2 separate regions of the Nothobranchius furzeri genome follow, and region 2 is linked to region 1. Evidence: chromatin contacts called from public Micro-C data. All regions are on one chromosome and are shown on one strand. The core of a region is the stretch at or near the end of the contact, and the rest is flanking DNA. Distances in the headings are between cores, read along the strand shown.

Region 1 (4,655 bases), core at 431-2,930:
CACACCTGGTTTCTTCATTAAGCCCCAGCCAAACCCTGTTTCCCTGACTACCACAGTCAGCTTCATCCACTTCACCTGCTCCTGACTCCTCAGCTCATCTCACACACCTGCTTCCCCTACTATATATTCACCAGTAAACCACCAGTTCCCTGCCAGATCATTTACAGCCCTGCCCGTAAATTCTCCAGCTATTCACCCTGCCTGATTTCTGCCTCTGGACCTTGTTTTTCTCCTGACCCCTGTCTTGAACTCTTCCTGCCTTTACGACCTTCGCCTGTCTCCGACTCTGTCTCCAGCCTCATCCACCTGGTAATTCTGCTGCAAATAAACATTTTTTAATCTATTTTTACTGTGTTTGGCGTCTTCACGGGTCTTCTGAGTTCTGTTCGTGACACCAAGAGAGCCGAGCACATCACTCCTGTTCTTTAATCTCTACACTGGTTACCTGTAAACTACTAAATCTATTTCAAAGTACTTCTGCTAGTTTATAAATCACTCAATGGCCTGGGGCCAGAATACATGTCGGATCTCCTTCCTGTTTATGCGCCCAGCAGGGCTCTGAGATCCTTAGGAGGTAGTAAACTGGTACAACTCTGGGTCAGAGCCAAACAGGGTGAAGCTGATTTTAGCTATGCACACAGATGGAATCTGCTTCCTCATGACTTCACATCTGCCCCAACTCTACAAACTTTTAAAACAAAATTGAAAACCTTCATGTTTTCATCAGCCTTTAAATAAATGTTCTTATGCTGCACCCTCTGCACTGTAACTGCTCACCCTTTAACTTTGTCTTTTTTTTTTCATTTTAATATTAATGTTCTTGCTCTTCTTGCTGATGGAAAGCACATTGAATCGTTTATAATCTATTTTATAAGTGTGATGTTTTATTGCTGTAGCTTTGGTTTATTGTTCAGCACTTTGGTCACCTTCGGTGTTTTTAAATGTGCTGTATAAATACAATAAATTTGATTTTATTTAAATTAGTTGGCGTGATAGCTTCTTTGTGTGCCTGAAAAGTCTCACATCTGCCTGTTTGGAGTCATTCAGAGCTCTAATGTAAAGTGCAAAGTGGTTATTTAATGGCCACCGACTGAGAGCTAGTGCACAAACTGACATTTTAAAAAGCAAAATCATCTAAAGAGGTGAGGAAATGAATATTTAAGTCCTCTATGCATAGAAGTCCCTGAATTTCTGGTTGAAATATTCAAAATCTGAATGTTGTGTTCTCGTTTTGTCATTATGCTGAATGCTGAAGCTGTTCCTTCTGATGAAACCCACACTTGTCAGAATGCCAGACTATTCACTATTGTCTTTGAGCACACAGCCAGTGTTCTTTGTTGGCAGCCTCAGCAGCCACTCGTGGACAGGTTCCATCTACCATATCTAAATATTTACAGAACAAACTGGATCCGCTCACTTCCCATTCTCAGATCCTGTTGTTCTCTTCAGTCTCTGTGTTTATGGACTCGAGGTGATCAAATCCTATTATATGGAAAGCGCGTGCAAAATCATCAAGTATGTACACAAAGAAAAACTCAAAAGGAGTGGGCAGAAATGTAAAACAGGCGAGGCTCTTTGGATTCATAGCCAGCGAAATAGGGAGAAAATGAGCACAATGGGAGGAGAACAATTGTGGATCTGTGCAAAGACAAAACGGATAAACAGTTGGCATCACGCAGGCTTTTGGAATCTGCAGCTGAAGCACTCATGCTGTCACTGCTACCCTCTAGTGTTGGCCTAAGGGGCGCAAAAGCAAAATATGATGTTTTCACATAAATTATATTGTGACCCCAAATGATTTAGAAAAAAAGCACACAAAAAAAGGCCAATTTTCTTCATTCTTTCATGGTTTAAATATTAAAGGGAAAATCACATATTTGTGTGGAAATGAAATTAATACAATGGTTCCATCTTTTTATTGATTATTAATTAAATTTTTCAGCATGTGTGTATAAAAGTTTTTATGCTTTAAAAGAGTGTTCAGTGTGTGCAGACACCTGTTCAACCACGCAGTAATCATAACAAAGATCATAAGACCATAGACATACATACAGGTCTGTGAAGTATTAAAAAAATGTTTTTAAATACACATTAAAAGATAAAAACTATTAGCTGAAGCCGATACAAGGCACAGTGTCATACGTGACATAATTTATATACAATTGTGACAAAATGCCTGCCGATAAAAACACTGTAAAGGTTTTAAAATTAATTTCACACAAAAAAAGCCTCATCTCAACACAAAATAGGCCAAAGGGGGCTGTGACAAATGTGATTCAGGTATGCATTTAGATGAGAATTATCAGAGCTGTACATGAAAAGTCTTTAAAAAGTCCTTTTTGAACTCCAGAGGGCGTCCGTCCGACCTCCAGATGAAGCTGTCGCTCAGCGTCAGATCATGAAGGACCGAGTCTGTTTGTAGTGTTTGAGCTGCAGAGGAAAAAAACTGAATCACTTCCTCTAATTAGCCGGAGAGCAGTGTTAGCAGCAAATGAATGCAAGAACAACAAGTCTGAGCACAAACAACTCACGTGGCGGGTGGGTGGAGGAGGGGGTGGTGGAGGGATGTAGGGCTTGGAGCTGAAGGGAGACGGCTCATTAGAGGCTCAGAAAGAGATCATTTAAAGAAAAAAAACTGAATAATAAGAGAGAAATTTAAATCTACTCACCTGTTTGTCTTCTTGTTCTCTGTTTAAAGGAACAACAAAGAGGAAAGGATCTGGGTCAGCAGCAGGAATCTGATAAATCTTCTCAGTCCATCAGAGTTTAGTCTTTACTACAGCTGCAGTTATCTATTTTTACTTTATTAAAATAATGTTTTAAATAAATAAGAGCTTCAACATGTGTTGCTTTAGATGGTTATCGCCACATTGAACACAAATCCTATCCTGGAGGAGTAATTAAACATCCCCGTCAAATCAGTCATATCAGCTCGCTGATAAAATCAGGGTAAGTGTTTCTGCATGCTGGTTTGCATTTATTTTACAGAAGCAAGATTACTGAGAAACCCACACGATAAAAACAAATGTCGATGTACTGGCTGTGGTTATTTAATGGAATGACAGTCCACCCATTTGTCAAATATGTGTATTAGTTTCATTCTATGATTAATTGGAAGCCTTTGCAATATTGATTTGTGTACTTTGATGTTGCAGTAGTGATAAATTGGTGATATTTGTGCAGCTTTAAGTCTCTTCATATGTAAAACTTCAATATGTAATTGAAAACGTAGCAACTTTAATTAAATTTGTTCATAAATCTGGACACAGAATTATTAATTTAGTAGTTTATGTGCAAGATTGCAAAGGTAAGAGGCTTAGTAAATAGATTTAATGTTTATTATTGGTCTGTGAGCTGAAAAATGCATAAATGTAAAATATTTTTTACTAAACTGATGTTTTCTGAACTGTAACTGCTGGCAGCTAAAATGGGAAAATAAAAACTATGAGAAAATAAACAAAGCATCAGCTGGAATCATGTTGAATTTCTACTTCTGGCATTTTAGTTTTATCTTTAACTGCAAATAAATGAGCAACATTTCTGCAAATTTAAAGATCAAAAGTTAGTAACTTTCTATGTTTTGTCTCTTTTGTCTCCGTTCAGTCACAATCACATTTCCTGCACATTCTGAGTCCTGAAGATGAGGAAAAAGAAGGGTTCAAGAAGCTGCAGCAACTATTTTGAGAGCAAACTTTTTGGTTTTGCAAATTTCAGCAACATGAGTGTGAAGCCTGTGACTGAAGGGAAGACACCTTGTGATGATTTAGAGACTTATTTGCTCTTAAATTAAAAGTCCTTGAGGCAAATTCCAGAACATGCAACTGTTTCATAGTTTGCATTGCCGTCTGCGTTCCTGTCGGGTCAGACGGGCCTCATGTTTTTATTGATTACTTTTTCTCTTTCTAAGATGTGGCAAGGTCTTTGCCCCTTGCAGTCCCAGTGTGGTCCATTGGATACTGTGCACCTTTTTGATTATTTCTTGCCTTTCTCTCAGTTTCTTGCCTAATCCTGCTGCAGCTAGCCCTCTGTTCAGAGTTTGCTGCTACACAAAATTAAAATAAAACTCAGTAGTACTCACTTTTGCAGCGTCCTCGGCGGCGGCAGATACAAACACAGATGCAGCAGAAAAGGACGAGCGCCACAAATCCTGAAGCGCTCGCTATTAAAATGGTTGTATTGAAGGGATCTGAAAGGACAGTAGATCTGTTTAGATTTGTGTTTTCATTTTGTAAAAATTAAAGTCAGTTTTTTTTTGGTACTTGCATTCAATGACGTTGAGCTGTTGAGCCACACAGCTCTTGGGAGCCCCGACGCTGTTGGAGGACTCACAGCGGTACATCCCTTCATCTGATTTGGATACACCTTTGAATTTCTGATCCAAACCAAGTATAAATGTAACAGATTAGTATTTCAGCTTGTTTGTGTTGTTTTGTCTGCAGGAATATAAAAACTGCATGTGCTGACCAGCGTGCCCTTGCTGGTGTCGATGCTGTAGGGCGTCTCTCCTGTGGACGTCAGGGCCTTGTTGTCTTTGTACCAGCGGTAGGTTGCAGGTGGCACGCTGAGCTTGTCCTTACACTGAAGCTCCAGGCTCGATCCAATGAACACGGAGCTCGGCACCTCGCAGGATGGAACGTGAGGAGGCACTGAGGTGG
Region 2 (4,923 bases), core at 1,237-3,736, 140 kb before region 1:
GGGACAACCATGTTTCTTTTAACCATACAAATGTTGTGCTTGTTGGCAGCATGTACAGGTGCAAGAATGGAACGCAGCATTTGTTAATACTCCTGTGCCTTTGCTACCTTTGCAAATTAGCAGCTGCTGTAACACAGACCTAGGTCAAGATATTGTTGGTTGCCCTCCCAGATATGCTTTCTTTAAATGATCTGAATTATTTCATTTAAGTGGAATTACTTGATAAAATCACAGAAAACAGGGCTGGCGCTTATGAAAAGTTGTGATTTAGATAAACCTTCAACAAATCAAGTGCCTAAATTCCCTCTGATTAGCCTGACGCTAACCCTTCTCTAAATGCTTCTAAAGTTTCTGTGTTTTACAACTGAAAGGTTCCTCTAGCAGCACTGGACTGATTGATGCTGTAAAGAATAAAAGTTATTTCTCAAAATTAGATGGAACAAAGTAAGTGACTAATATCTGGGGGCATTTTTAATGTTCCATCGTAAAACAGGCAACTAAATTAAAAGCAGGCAGGGAGCGGGCTTCCCACGGCTTCAGCAAAAATGCAAATATATTTTAATTACAAATCAGAAAGCAGCAGGATCTTTGATTGCAACAAAAAAATTCAAAGGATGCATGAAAAAGATGAGGGGTAGAGCAGGAGTCTTCTGAGCTCTGTTAGAAATGACCACAACTGTTGCCATGGCAACATGAGAGAGCACGAACATTCACATACAAATACTCATAAGGCTTTCCAGTGTTTTCCACCCGTCAGGATGGTGCAGCCATCGTGTCTCCTCCACCCGAGTGGCTCACCTTGTATAGGTCGATGGCGTAAGGCGCAGGATCCCACGCCACCAGGGCGACATCCTTAAACATGGAGCTGGTGTTGAACTGATGACTGGGGTTTGTCAAAATCTGCGGAGAGAAAATAAGATGAGACATTCATTTGGTAACTATGAACACAAAGCACGACGCCATCATCTCATTTCCAACAATATAAACTTGTTTTTCCTGAACGTTGATCTGGAACATAAAACATGGATTCATACATCTGTAGCATGTTATGATTATGCTGAGGCGTCCAAGGCCAGACTCTCTCTTACCTGTGAATTTATTATTCTTATTGTAGTTTTGTTCCCCACATCTCGCTCGTAACCCTCTGTAGGCGCAGCGTTGAACCGTAAAACTGCATCATGCGAGTCTGAAAGATGAAGCATGAATTGAGCCGAGTTTCAGGTAGACGCATTATTATTATTGTTATTATTATTATTATTATTACTATACAAACATGAACAGTTAGGAAGCAAAAATAAGGCCACTGAGCTTCAGTTCAAACATCAAATCTCTGACAAACACTTGAACATGATGCAGCGTTTTTGTCAAGGTCGGTATGGAAATGTGTGGCTGCAGCGATGAAACAGCCAACAGCAGGAATGAAGTGCTCTCCGGTGGTGAAGTTACATAACTGATTAGTAAATAAAATAATTTTTTTAAGTAGGTTTTTTTTTGATAATTTTTTTCCACAGTTCAACAAAAAGAAAAGTCTGACATTTCCAAACACATCTCAGCTTGTTTGCTGATCGATCCATCAACTCACGTCGTCTTGCTCTAGTGTCGATCTGACATTTAAGTGGATGATCCTTCAGCTCAGATGTGATGCTGCTTCATCAAAAACTGGAGGAGCTGCTCTTCTCAGTCAATAAAGCATCATTAACGAGGTTTTTCTCCAACAGAACTAGACCAGAATCACACACATTCACAACGATTTTTCATCTTCATCCAGGCAAAAAACTGGAGGTGAAATGTCAGACCTTTTTCCCATCACTATAAAGTTGAAGATTGATATATGATGTCACAAAGACACACAAAAAAAAGATCAATGTTGTAATGTTAAAATGAGAAATCTGAAGTTGATGGTTTAATTTATTCTAACAGCACATCAGACAAGAACAAAGGTTCTTTAGCACCTCCAATACTTATAAAGGCGTCCCCCAGGGATCCACATTGGGTCCAACTTTATTTCAACATTCATATAAATCATTCATTATTGTGCAGATGATGCCATTTTATAAAGAGTGCTATAAAACATCTGCAATTGTCTTTATCAAGAAATTATGAATCAAAGAAAAATGATTATTACATTAAATCATAAAAGTGTTCAAATACCTGGGGTTAACTGCCTGATGAAAAAACTTCACAAGGAGCTGTAATGGTGATAGTGCCTTTTAAAGTATTTGCGCCCATGGCTTAAGAGTCAGAGACATCTTATACTGGATTATCTCACGATTATGGATGATTTTAAAAGTGGGATTAAGGATTATTTGAATGCTGAATGCACAAATCCAATTATTGCTCTTTAACTTGTGTTTTTTTATGTGCAACTATGATGCTCTCTCTGCCAGAAGGGAATCCGGATCTCAAAGGGATTATTCCTAAAGAAATAAAAATTAAATAGTAAAAAAATAAAAAGTTCTGTCAAATATAAATACACCACAAGAGGGCGACAGTTCCAAAGTAACTCTGAACATTAATACGGACCTTTATCCTGTTTACCATGTAAGACTGAAGCAAATTCCAGCTTTTAAATAAACAGAATAAGACTCCCAAATGTTTCTGTCAAAAGAAAATCAGAAATTCCACTAAAGAACATTTGCTTGTTTGCAGCAAAAATGTGGATCTGCCTTCTAGAGCTGAACTGATGGCATTTTCTCTGTTGACCAGGTGGTGGCAGACACACACCGTCACACATCCAGACGTCACACAAAACCCAGTCCTGAGTGATGAAGCCCACACATCTGGCCTACACATCTGGCCCTCAGCCAGTGAAAACGCCTAAATCTAAATGCCAAATTATCTGCATGTGGCACAGAAAATAGAGCAGATTCTCATCCTGAATCAGAATAAATCTCAATAATCATGCAGGTGATGCAGCGTCTCGTTTTTACTATAGACAGAAGCAAAGAGAACATCAAAGCAGTTGTCAAAGCTAAACCTGACGCTGTCTCTAAAGCAGCTGCCCTATTCTTCAGGATGCATCTGGAGTCGTCTTTGTTTCTCCTTTTAGAGAATCGAACCCAAGGATGACGAAACTCTGAACCAATACCTGCTGTTATACGTTATTAACATCCATGTGACAGCTCTCGCTGAGGAGAATCATCAATATTTACTCACTGATCTTCCTTCTTTAAAATGTCTTCATGGAATCTGACAAATATCTTTAACTGATCTGTGACAGCAGGGAGAGATCGACTTCCTTTGCTTGTGGATGTGAATCTGTCACATCACAGAGCAGAAAGCTAAAAAAGCTTTAAATAAATAAGTGACAGTAAATGTGCTTTTACAGACTTTCAGGTGCTCTCAAATCCACATTTAGTCAGCATTTCAGGGGATTTGCAGAGAACCTGTTAGTGCCTTCAAGCTACTTCACATAAAGGAGTGTGGAGAGTGTTGACCGTCTAAAGCAGGAAGACTGATGTTTCCACTGACACAGCACAACAAGTTAATTCCACTGTGACCACAGTGTCAAGTGCAAATGCAGCTTCCCATTACCTGCATCTGATTTTCATAGAAACCATTTCAGTCTCTCCTATTCTCAAGGACAACCTTATATAAAGCAATAGCCCTTTACATTAAGCTCAAACCTTACAGAAATGACGTTATAAAGCTCAAATTGTCATGTTTATTTCAGCGTTCCCTCCAAACAGATAAACTCTGATATGAATGCAAAGGAAGCGAGCTATGTGTGATGTGAAGAAGCCTGATTGGATACCAGAGGGGGTTCTGCTTTTCCTAGTGAGCCATCTGTCGTTGAGTTCACACTCTCCCCGCTCACCGGAGAGCCGCCAAAAGTCTACTACCCAAAAACGCACGCATGCAAAAAAAGACATGCAACCTATTAGGCACGCACTCAAGCAAACACACAGTCGGTTTGATGAGTTCATCTGTGAAAGCAACAGAAAACACGAGCAGAACAAACGTCAATCAAGACATACGCAGGTTTGTGGATCCCTTAAGGAAAGGAAACGTGACTGAAAAAGGCCTCACAACAGTGGTGGCACTGAGGCGCCACCCTCCCTTTCATGAAGGGAGAAGAGTAACACACACACACACACACACACACACACACACACACACACACACACACACACACACACACACACACACACACACACACACACACACACACACACACACACACACACACACACACACACACACACTATCACTCCTGGGGCACTGGGGAAAGCACAGCTGGCCAATTAGCATCACAGCATTTTTTGTCTCTGGGTGCTAGCCGATAGCAACCCTAGTGCAGAAAATAGCTAACTACCATGCTAGAAGGTGTTGGATCCACAGACATCATATAAGTAGACTCCCTGTGTACTGCAGCTGTCTATTGGAGCTGGCTTAGGAGTGGGCCGCCATCTTGGATGGGTCCCTATTTGCATCTAGTGCACTCGTTTCAACTGAGGAGGGTGCTTACCCAACTTAAAACATTTTATTTTTCAGAAAGTCAGACATATAGTAATAATTAAAACATAATTTAACTAATTAAATCAAATATAAGATCCTAACAGGTAGGCTGGAAAAGTTTTTAGTAATCCCACGTGATCGGTTTTCAATAGTGCGTCGGTTGTTGCAACCATAGGCTGCACAAAACAATGGGCATTGTCGCCCACTCTGCGTTGACTCCATTTGAGTTTGGAGAGTGAGCCCATTATAGTGGCAATACTGTTACACTGTCTAGCGCCCAATTCGGCATAAATAAGCCACCCAACCAGCTACGGTTGTGTTTAAACATACAGAAAGTTCCTATCTTTGTGTTGAATCTACAGTATTTCAACATCGAATAGTATTTTTACACCAACAGGATAAATTCAAAAAGGAACAAAGAGGCTAAACTTTTGATAGTTTTTTCTTTTCGTTAAAAAGATCACA

Evidence for each region. Hi-C and Micro-C count contacts between places; a contact is called where the count stands out from the background.
Region 2: a contact with region 1 is called in a Micro-C map of tail fin, with 9 times the contacts expected there. The contact joins two enhancer-like sites. A contact is called at or near these places in 2 of 2 Hi-C or Micro-C datasets (skeletal muscle and tail fin).

The regions. Positions count from the first base shown.
Region 1 is chr14:25,811,231-25,815,885 of NfurGRZ-RIMD1, reverse strand. jam2b (junctional adhesion molecule 2b) reads right to left here. Exons shown (of 10, transcript XM_015966164.3): 5 at 4,465-4,646; 6 at 4,264-4,372; 7 at 4,079-4,186; 8 at 2,670-2,688; 9 at 2,532-2,580; 10 at 2,174-2,430. The coding sequence ends at 2,392. Among protein-coding and RNA genes, the nearest start is that of LOC129164937, 6.4 kb to the left of the region's middle. Within about 2 kb of position 1,680, at least 1 of the 3 cell types and tissues checked has an H3K27ac peak or open chromatin away from gene starts, as enhancers often do. A contact at or near this core is called in tail fin, where this site is marked.
Region 2 is chr14:25,952,309-25,957,231 of NfurGRZ-RIMD1, reverse strand. st6gal2a (ST6 beta-galactosamide alpha-2,6-sialyltranferase 2a) reads right to left here. Exons shown (of 7, transcript XM_015966162.3): 4 at 1,089-1,186; 5 at 799-900. Among protein-coding and RNA genes, the nearest start is that of st6gal2a, 43 kb to the right of the region's middle. Within about 2 kb of position 2,486, at least 1 of the 3 cell types and tissues checked has an H3K27ac peak or open chromatin away from gene starts, as enhancers often do. A contact at or near this core is called in tail fin, where this site is marked.